Linked DNA regions of Mus musculus: region 2 is linked to region 1. The links are chromatin contacts, called in public HiChIP or PLAC-seq maps. All regions are on one chromosome and are shown on one strand. The core of a region is the stretch at or near the end of the contact, and the rest is flanking DNA. Distances in the headings are between cores, read along the strand shown. Region 1 overlaps Rassf3 (Ras association (RalGDS/AF-6) domain family member 3). Region 2 has its middle 25 kb from the start of Gm35696.

What was found. HiChIP or PLAC-seq counts read pairs in DNA pulled down with a chosen protein or histone mark.
Region 2: a contact with region 1 is called in an H3K27ac HiChIP or PLAC-seq map of the HPC-7 cell line, with 6 times the contacts expected there. The contact joins two enhancer-like sites. A contact is called at or near these places in 1 of 15 datasets of contacts at CTCF or cohesin (large pre-B cells), 5 of 484 Hi-C or Micro-C datasets (bone marrow-derived macrophages, effector CD8 T cells, embryonic stem cells and 1 more) and 8 of 115 datasets of contacts at active chromatin or transcription factors (the HPC-7 cell line, embryonic limb bud, embryonic stem cells and 4 more).

What each region holds. Positions count from the first base shown.
Region 1 is chr10:121,427,167-121,431,407 of GRCm38.p6, forward strand. All of the region lies in intron 1 of Rassf3 (Ras association (RalGDS/AF-6) domain family member 3), which reads right to left. Among named protein-coding and RNA genes, the nearest start is that of Rassf3, 47 kb to the right of the region's middle. Within about 2 kb of position 2,130, at least 137 of the 459 cell types and tissues checked have an H3K27ac peak or open chromatin away from gene starts, as enhancers often do. A contact at or near this core is called in the HPC-7 cell line, where this site is marked.
Region 2 is chr10:121,533,173-121,537,413 of GRCm38.p6, forward strand. No RefSeq gene overlaps it. Among named protein-coding and RNA genes, the nearest start is that of Gm35696, 25 kb to the left of the region's middle. Within about 2 kb of position 1,994, at least 9 of the 459 cell types and tissues checked have an H3K27ac peak or open chromatin away from gene starts, as enhancers often do. A contact at or near this core is called in the HPC-7 cell line, where this site is marked.

The DNA.
Region 1 (4,241 bases), core at 880-3,379:
CAGCACCGGTGTGTGTGTGTGTGTGTGTGTGTGTGTGTGTGTGTGTGTGTGTGTGTATCAGAAATTGGGGGCTAGAGAGGCAGTTCAGTGGTTAAGTGGCTTCTCTTAACCCAACCACCCACATGAGGGCTCACAACCACCTGTAACTCCAGTTCCAGGGGGAACCTGACGCCCTCTTCTGGCCTCCGCAGGCACTGCATGCACACTGTGCACAGGGAGACTGAAAGTAAAATGATCTGAAACAGGTCTGTGGGAAGGATTGTGTTGTCTTTCCTCTTCCTGTTACAAGTGTAAGTTACCGCCATAGAAAAGGAGGTTTACTCCAGCATAGACTCTGAGTTTTCAGGGAACAAAACTATAAATGCCAGAACGTCAGGAAGATGGTGTCCAAGAGGTCACACTGAACACCACTATGGCTTGGATTTACATAGCTCTGATTCCTCCCCTGTGCAGCCTCGCTAACACGCTAACCTAAGCATCTTAGTGCTTGCTTGATCTCATACACCCCAGGTCCACAGCACCAAAAGGAATGAGTCACGCTACAGGTGAACCCAGGGCCTAGCAGATCCTAAGACTTACCACCGTACCAGCTTGCTTTTACACAAATGTGACAGTCTGAAAAGCCCACAGGAGGTTTAGGTTAAACTGTTTCTATCACTAGTTCCCATTGATCCAGTCCAGCCATCCCTTGTCAGAACGTTCCCCTTGGAGTACCCCTCACCGCCTCCAAGATGGCTCTTTTGATAAGCTGGTTCCTAGCCCTTAAAAGGCATGGCTCGAATAATACTGACTCCTTCTGCCAAGAGCAAGACACAATGAAGGTGCTTGCAATCCCTTGATGGCCCGTATCTCAGAAGGACACCGCCGTCCCCAGAACGAGGGCCACGGAGGATGCCTGCAAGCCGCTGTGCCTTGGTGTCTCCAAAAATGGCTTTGCAGCCCTAGGAATTATCTTCTCCTTGCCAACAGGGTCGGATTGCACACTCTGAGAGCCAAGAAAACCCAGGAGCCAGCCCTGCAGTGGGAGCTCCCTGTTGTTCTTCCTGCCTCCTGCTCTGTGGGAGGAGAAAGCAGGAAGGATCCAGAGGTATAGGCTACCCAGAGTGTGTCAGAACACAGGCTGGCTGGACCAGGAGGGTGGGATGACAGGAGAGATAGCTGTTCACAGAGAGACTCATGAGTGTCTAGTGAACCCAGCCGAGTGAGCTAGCCCACCACTTACTGCCTTAGAGAGCTCTGGCACCGCCTACAGCAAGGACTCAGAATAAGGACATCTCCATTCCACACTAAGGTAGGAGGTGTCTCCATTCCTCAGCCTTATTCTGTCTTCTTCCTAAAAGCTTTTCTTCTACAACCTCTCAAGCCGAGGTAGCCACCCCCACCCAACTCCAGGGCGGGCTGGGGAGCTCTGCCTGCTCAATCTTGTCACAGTTACTGCCCAGGCACTACCTCATACCCTTCACACTCTGACGGAGAACACGCTAAGCGGTGGAGGCCGGGTTACTTTGCCAGAGAAGCACTCAGTTAATTTAAGTGTGTGGTAATCGGAGTGGGCGATGATGCTATACTTGGCAAATAGAGAATTCCTACCTAGCCATGACCAAAGAGTTCATTCGAAAATTGGAAAACCTGAGCTGGAGAGATGGCTCAGCGGTTAAGAGCACCGACTGCTCTTACAGAGGTCCTGAGTTCAATTCCTAGCAACCACATGGTGGCTCACAACCATCTGTAATGAGATCTGATGCCCTCTTCTGGTGTGTCTGAAGACAGCTACAGTGTGCTCACATGCATAAAGTAAATAAATCTTAAAAAAAGAAAACAAAAAAGAAAATTGGAAAACCGTTTCAAGTACTGGGAGCTGAGGAGGACCATGGGACTAGGATCATGTCCTTTGAAGTACAATATAGCTCATGGAAGAGTCTCTGCATGAAAAGAAAAGCCAGACATTCTACTGTTCTACCAAGTACAAACACAAGGGAGGGGGGAAGGGGAGGGGGAGCCAGCACAGTGGACAGGGTGCCTGCCTAGCATGCAGGAAGTCCTGCAGAGAGTCCTGGGTTCAATCCCTGGAAACCCATAAACAGGATGTGGTGGTCACGCCTTCAATCCCAGCACTCAGAGCACAGCCAGGAGAGGGTCAGGTTCTGTGTTATCCTTGGCTACTCAGCAAGTTTCAGGCCAGCCTGGGAGACCTAATAAAGAAGTGCCCATATATGGAAGCATGCCAAAATGCTAACTAACAGAGTTTGCCCTTCATCTGGGGAGGTCTGGAATAGACACACACACACACACACACACACACACACTTCTCTTTTTCCGTGAAGAAAAACTATATAAGAATTACAAACATTTCAAAAGCCTTCTTCAGAGTCTGGTTGGCTGAATCAGAGAAGAAAAAAAGTGAAGTCTGGGGCTGTTAAGTGGCCGTTCATGTATAAAAAATAAATAGCCTTGGAAACAAAAATAATCATAAGACAACTGAGCACTTTACCAGTAAAACTGAGTTCCACTTTCATGTGCCGACTGCCCCCCAAAATAAACAGAGGCACCAGCTAGGCAAGGCTAATAGCCAGCTGCTCGTACAGAGAGCAGAAATGAGCTGCCAGAGACAGCAAACCACAGCTCTGAGGTCTGTGAAAACACGCACACACACTCACACTCACAAGTACGCACGCATGGACACACACAAATACATATGCACACAACAGGCACACATATTCATAGACAGAAATATTGTCATACATGCACGCACACACACACACACACACTGCCAAAATTAATAGTTGGTTCCTAACGTCACACAATTGGCCAATTTATAAACACAGGCTGCCCTGCAGCTGCCCCGGGAAGGGTGGCTGTCTGTATTTTTGTTTTTATTAGTGTTTGTCTGTAATTTTCACTGTCTCTTTGCAGGGGGAGGCTCTTCTAGGCAGAGGTCTCTCTCACCCACCCTCCCTCTCCTTTTCCTCCTACAGCGGTGTGCACAGGAAGCTGAAAGCCCGGAGGAAGCCGGCTCCACCTTTCCTCCACTCAGGGTGGGGGGTGGGGGTGTCAGCAGCTGCCCCTCCCCCACTGTCCAGAGGGTCAGCCAGCAAAGACAGGGGAGGGCTGGGCTGATCCGGTGTTGAAGGGAAGGGGGGAAAGGTGGCTTTAACTGAAGGACAGTGTGCACCGGGGAGAGTCTAAGTCAGAGCTCTGGTGTGCACCTTGGAAGCTGCCCTTCTCTCCACGCTAAAGAGCAGACAGCAAGTAGGTGAAGACAGTAAGGGAGGGTCAGCTCGTGTGGCATCGCCTGAGCAAACGGTCCCAAGGACACAGGATGCTGCACTGTGGAAGCTAAGGAAACAGTGGACCAGGGACTGCAAAGAATGTCACTCGTTCAGGCCAGACTCCTTCCATGAGGATGTAAAGGATTTCGTCTTTTCTACCTTTTCACCTAAACTGTCGATTTCCTGCCCTGGGAACTCCTTGGCGGAGTCCTCTAACAAGCAAACAAAACTAAATGTTTCAAACAGGCACTTAGGGATGTTCTAAAAGTCAGAGTATCAGGATGAAGGACACTCGTTCCTCAGGGTCACACAGGGGATGCTGTCCAACCAACCCCTGACTGCAAATCAACTCCAGGTGAGACCGAGTCGGCCTAGGGTCCCTGTGATATAGGAACTTCTTTCCTATTTTAAACTTCACTTGCTTAGGAACGTTTTTCTTTCCATTCCAAATTAACAAAGCAATAAGCAGCCAAGTACCACTCTACAGTAGACAGCCTCAACCGGAGCTGAATCAGTGCTGAGTGGAGGAAAGGACGCTAGGTTGGCCGGGTGACTCTGGACTCTGCCCTACACATGCCTTGGCAGCAAGGGGACCAAGCAGAGGTCCAGGCCACACATGGCACACTGAAGCCCACCCACCACGAACCCCCAAGGCAGGACACTGTACAGATGCACAAATAAAAGCTAATGTCACACACAGTGACTGTGACCATGAAGCCCAGCCAAACCCAGAACTGTGCCCCTTCTACCAAGTGGCCGGTGAAGCCTAGGGAACCAGCAAAATTCCTGCTGCTGATGAGGATGGCTATGTGAATGGGGGAAGACACAGAACCGTCCCGGGGTCATGTCCACGCCCCACTTTGCTGAGTGGGACTGAACCTGGGACCTTTACATGCTTGGCAGGCAACTCCACCACTGAGCTATGGCCAGCCCCACTTGGATGAGCCAAACGGAGCCTGGGGAAGACAGAGA
Region 2 (4,241 bases), core at 744-3,243, 110 kb after region 1:
ATGCTAGGAACTCCCTACATCACGTGATTAATTAGATGCAGGTTCTCGGGGTCGGAGGAGGGGAACACTGTAGTGATAGTCAAGAACTGAGACGGGAGGAGAGGCTGCCTAAAGGAGCTCCAGCCAGGCTCAAGCGTGCAGGGTTTTAGTCCCAGACGCAGTCTGCAATCCGCGCCAGAGGAGGGCGCCGCTGGGCGCGTCCTGGCTCAGCATCCCCGGAGCAGCGCAGCCTGGGTAGGTGAGAAATCCTACCGGGAAATGTGCTTTTCTACCCCTGAGCTCCGCCTTCTGCTGGCCACCACTTTTATCCCTTGGTTACTCTTCCCTCCCCCCACCCCCCACCCCCGCAAGGACGCTTCTCTGGTGTTCTGAAGTGAGGAAAGCGGATTTTTACCGAAGTCCGATCAGCAGAGTGACGCTGCCAGGATTTGGTCAAATCCCCCAACCGCACAAAAATAGCAGTTCTTTTTCTCTCAGCTGGCTCTGTCACTCAGCGGCAGCGTGATCTCCCCGGCCTCGGTTGTCACCTCTATGAGATGAGTGATGCTTCTAGGGGACCTCTGAGAGCCCTTAACACATCTCTGCGTGGAGGGCAGGCGAACCATCAAGTCGCCAGAAACCAGCAGCTGACAGTAGTCTATCTTTCTTAATTTTTTTTGCGGTTCTGGGAACTGAACGTAGGTCTTACATGTGTTAGGCAAATTATCTACCACTAAGCTGTTTTTCAGCCACAACAATTTCTTTCGAAACAAAACTAGAAAATTAGGGAGTGGCATTCAACATTCCAAAGGTTTTTTTGTTTTTGTTTTGGTTTTTCGAGACAGGGTTTCTCTGTATAGCTCTGGCTGTCCTGGAACTCACTTTGTAGACCAGGTTGGCCTCGAACTCAGAAATCTGCCTGCCTCTGCCTCCCAAGTGCTGGGATTAAAGGCGTGCGCCACCATACCCGCTTAAAATTCCAAAGTTTTGTTTTTGTTCTTTCCAGAAAACAAAAATGTGGTTTAAAAAAAACCACAAAAACGTTCATTCTGGGAAAAATAGTAATTGACAATAGCACCACCATGTTAATGTGATTCATGTCACCAAGTCCTGTATCTTAAATGGTTAAAATGTGTAATTCCAGCCTTTAGAATGAAGGATTTCATCTGAGGTCAGCCGGGGATACACAGACACACTCTCTCTCCGTCTCTGTCTCTAAAAAGGAGGGCAAATCTTGCGTTATATACACTTTAACACAGTAAAAACATAAAGAGCACTCTTCAAACGCAGTATGTTGTCACCAGCCTGTAACTAGCACCCGGGAGGCTGAGGAGAAAGGGTCATGAGTTCAAGACCACGCTCAGCTTACACAGTGGAATTCAGAACCAGCCCGGGCTACATGTTGCCGGCCATAACAACAAACCCAAACCAACCAACCAACCCCCACAACAACAACACATCCCGGAGGAGACCAGAGAACACAGAAGGCAGTCCACACACATTGCTCAACTGACTTCAAACGCAGAAAGGCAGGTCAGCAGAGAAGGGCTGGTCCTTTTCGCCATCGGTAGTCGGCACTGGGACAGCATTTCTTTCTGTCTTTTTTAAAAAGTAATTATTATTTTATAAATCGTACAGTATTTTTATTTAGCTTTAAGCTTGAACATCAGGACTGATAGTGCATTACGATCCTTTATTCTCGGTGACAATAAAAATAAACATCTGTGAATGACTGGCAGAGTATGAAGGCAGCGAGTATGTCCGCGGCAGTTAGACTTGAGACATTTCGTTTTCTGTTTGTCCATCTGTTTTCTTTGGTACCTGCACAAGCCTACAAGGCCAGGGGAGGATACCGGGTATTTTTTTGTCCATTAACTTATCTATTCATTTTATATCCCAATCACAGTCCCCCTCCTTCCCAGTCCCCCTTCACATGGCCCTTCCCCCTCCTCCCCTCCCTTTCACCTCTGAGAAAGGGGAGGTCCCCTCTGGGTGTCAAACTCCTTGAAACTGCAAGTCACTCTAGGACTTCACACATCATCTACCGCTGAGGCCAGACAAGACAGTCCAGCTAGGGTGACAGGATCCACAGGCGGGCAACAGTAAACACGGTAAAGCTCAGATCCAGTTGTTGGGGCCCTGCTGAACACCAAGCTGCACATCTGCTGCATATGTGCAGGGGGCCTTGGTGCAGCCTGACTATGCTCTGGAAGCCCTCCAGGGAGGTTAGTTGACTCTGTTGGTTTCTTAAGTTCCTTTCCCTTCCAGGTCCCTCAGTCCTTCCCCACAACTCTCCCACAAGACTCCCCAATCTCAGGCTGTTTGGCTGTGGGTCTCTGCATCTATTTCAGTCAGCTTCTGGGTGGAACCTCTCAAAGGACAGTTAAGCTAGCATAAGAAAGTATCATGACAGTCAGCATTTTGTTTTGTTTTTCGAGACAGGGTTTCTCTGTGTAGCCCTGGCTGTCCTGGAACTCACTCTGTAGATCAGGCTGGCCTCGAACTCAGAAACCCACCTGCCTTTGCTTCCCAAGTGCTGGGATTAAAGGCGTGCACCACCACCGCCCAGCTGACAGCATTTCTGATATCTTTTGTACATTATTTCACAAAATCTTGACACCACAAATACGTGATAATTAAAACTGGATCCTGGGGGCGGTGGGAGATCTTAAACTGGGTGTTAGTGGTGGCACTTGATGGGGGGAAAAAATCTTAAACTTAGCTGGTGACACATGCCTTTAATCCCAGCACTCAGGAGGCAGAGGCAGGTGGCTCTCTGTGAGTTTGAGGCCAGCCTGGTCTACAGAGTGAGTTTCAGGACAGCCAAAGCTATACAGAGAAATCATGTCAAAGCAAAACAAAATAAGACTCCCCAGGTCTAAGTGTAAAATGTCCCATGGTGAGGGAGCTAGACGTAAGCATGAGGATATATGGAGGACACCTGCAGTGGCTATTGGTTGTCAACTTGACTACATCTGGAATTAACTAAAACCCAAGCGGCTAGGATCACTGGTGAGGGATATTTTTCTTAATTCAATCTGTGTGTAGAAAGACCCACTTCTAACCCAGATCTTTTGGGGTGGAAAGATCCAGCTTTAATCTGGGCCCCACCTTCTACTGGAAGCCTAGACAGAGAAGAGAGAGGAAGCAAGCTTGCACTCGTGGCTGGCTCGCCCTTGCTGGCAAGTGCATTCCTTCACTGGCATTACAGCCTACTTCGCTGTGAGTCAGATGTCCACTGAGGACCAGCTGAGACATCCAGCCTCATGGATGGAGCAGCTCCTGGATACCTGGACTTTCTGTAGGCAGACTAGCTGTAAGCCACGCTAATAAACTTTCTCTCTATATATAAATATATAGATTCATTGTATCCACTGTGTTCCTCTAGGCAAAGATTCACAAGACAGCATTGCTATCTTTCTTTGTTTTAAGATCTTTATTTTTATTACATTCTCTCTCTCTCTCTCTCTCTGTGTGTGTGTGTGTGTGTGTGTGTGTGTGTGTGTGTGTGTGTGTGTGTGTGTGAGTGTGTGTGTGTGTGTGTGTGTGTGTGTGGCGGGGCGGGGGCCTTGACTGATCGCCTGGAGCTCAGAGCATGACTTGCAGGCATCAGCTCTCTCCTTCCACCAGGCGGGTGTGAGGGTGGATACAGATCTTCAGGCTTGGCAGAGAACGCCTTTACCTGCTGAGCCATCTCTGTCCTTCTTCATTCACTCTTGTGAGTGCGGTGTGTGCGTGTGCGTGAACTGAAAATTGAATGCTAGGCAAGTGTACCACCACAGAGCTACACTGCCACTCCCCAAACTACAAGCTTACAAGGAAAGAGTTGATAAACTGAACAGGAACCTCAAGATCATTCAACTGAGGATGTGGCTCTGTAGGAAGAGCCCGCCCTGGGCTCAGTCCCCATCCCTGCATAAACTGGGTATGGTAGTGTATGTATGTAATCCCAGAGGAGGGTCAGAATAGATATAAATATATATTCGAGTCAACCTCAGCTGTGTAGAGAGTTTGAGTGATATATAAAACTGTTGCATAAAAAACCCCAAACAAACAAACAGAAATACCCACAAAAACCAAAACAGAACAAAAAAGAAAAACCAGAACCAAACCAAACCAAAAAAACCCCCATCTCTCCCCGGGAGCAATAGAAACGTCTGTTCTTTCCGCTGATGTATGAGGCTTTCTTGAACCCAGGATTTCTAACTTAGTCTGAGCGATGCAGTGTTACTATACACACACACACACACACACCCATACAC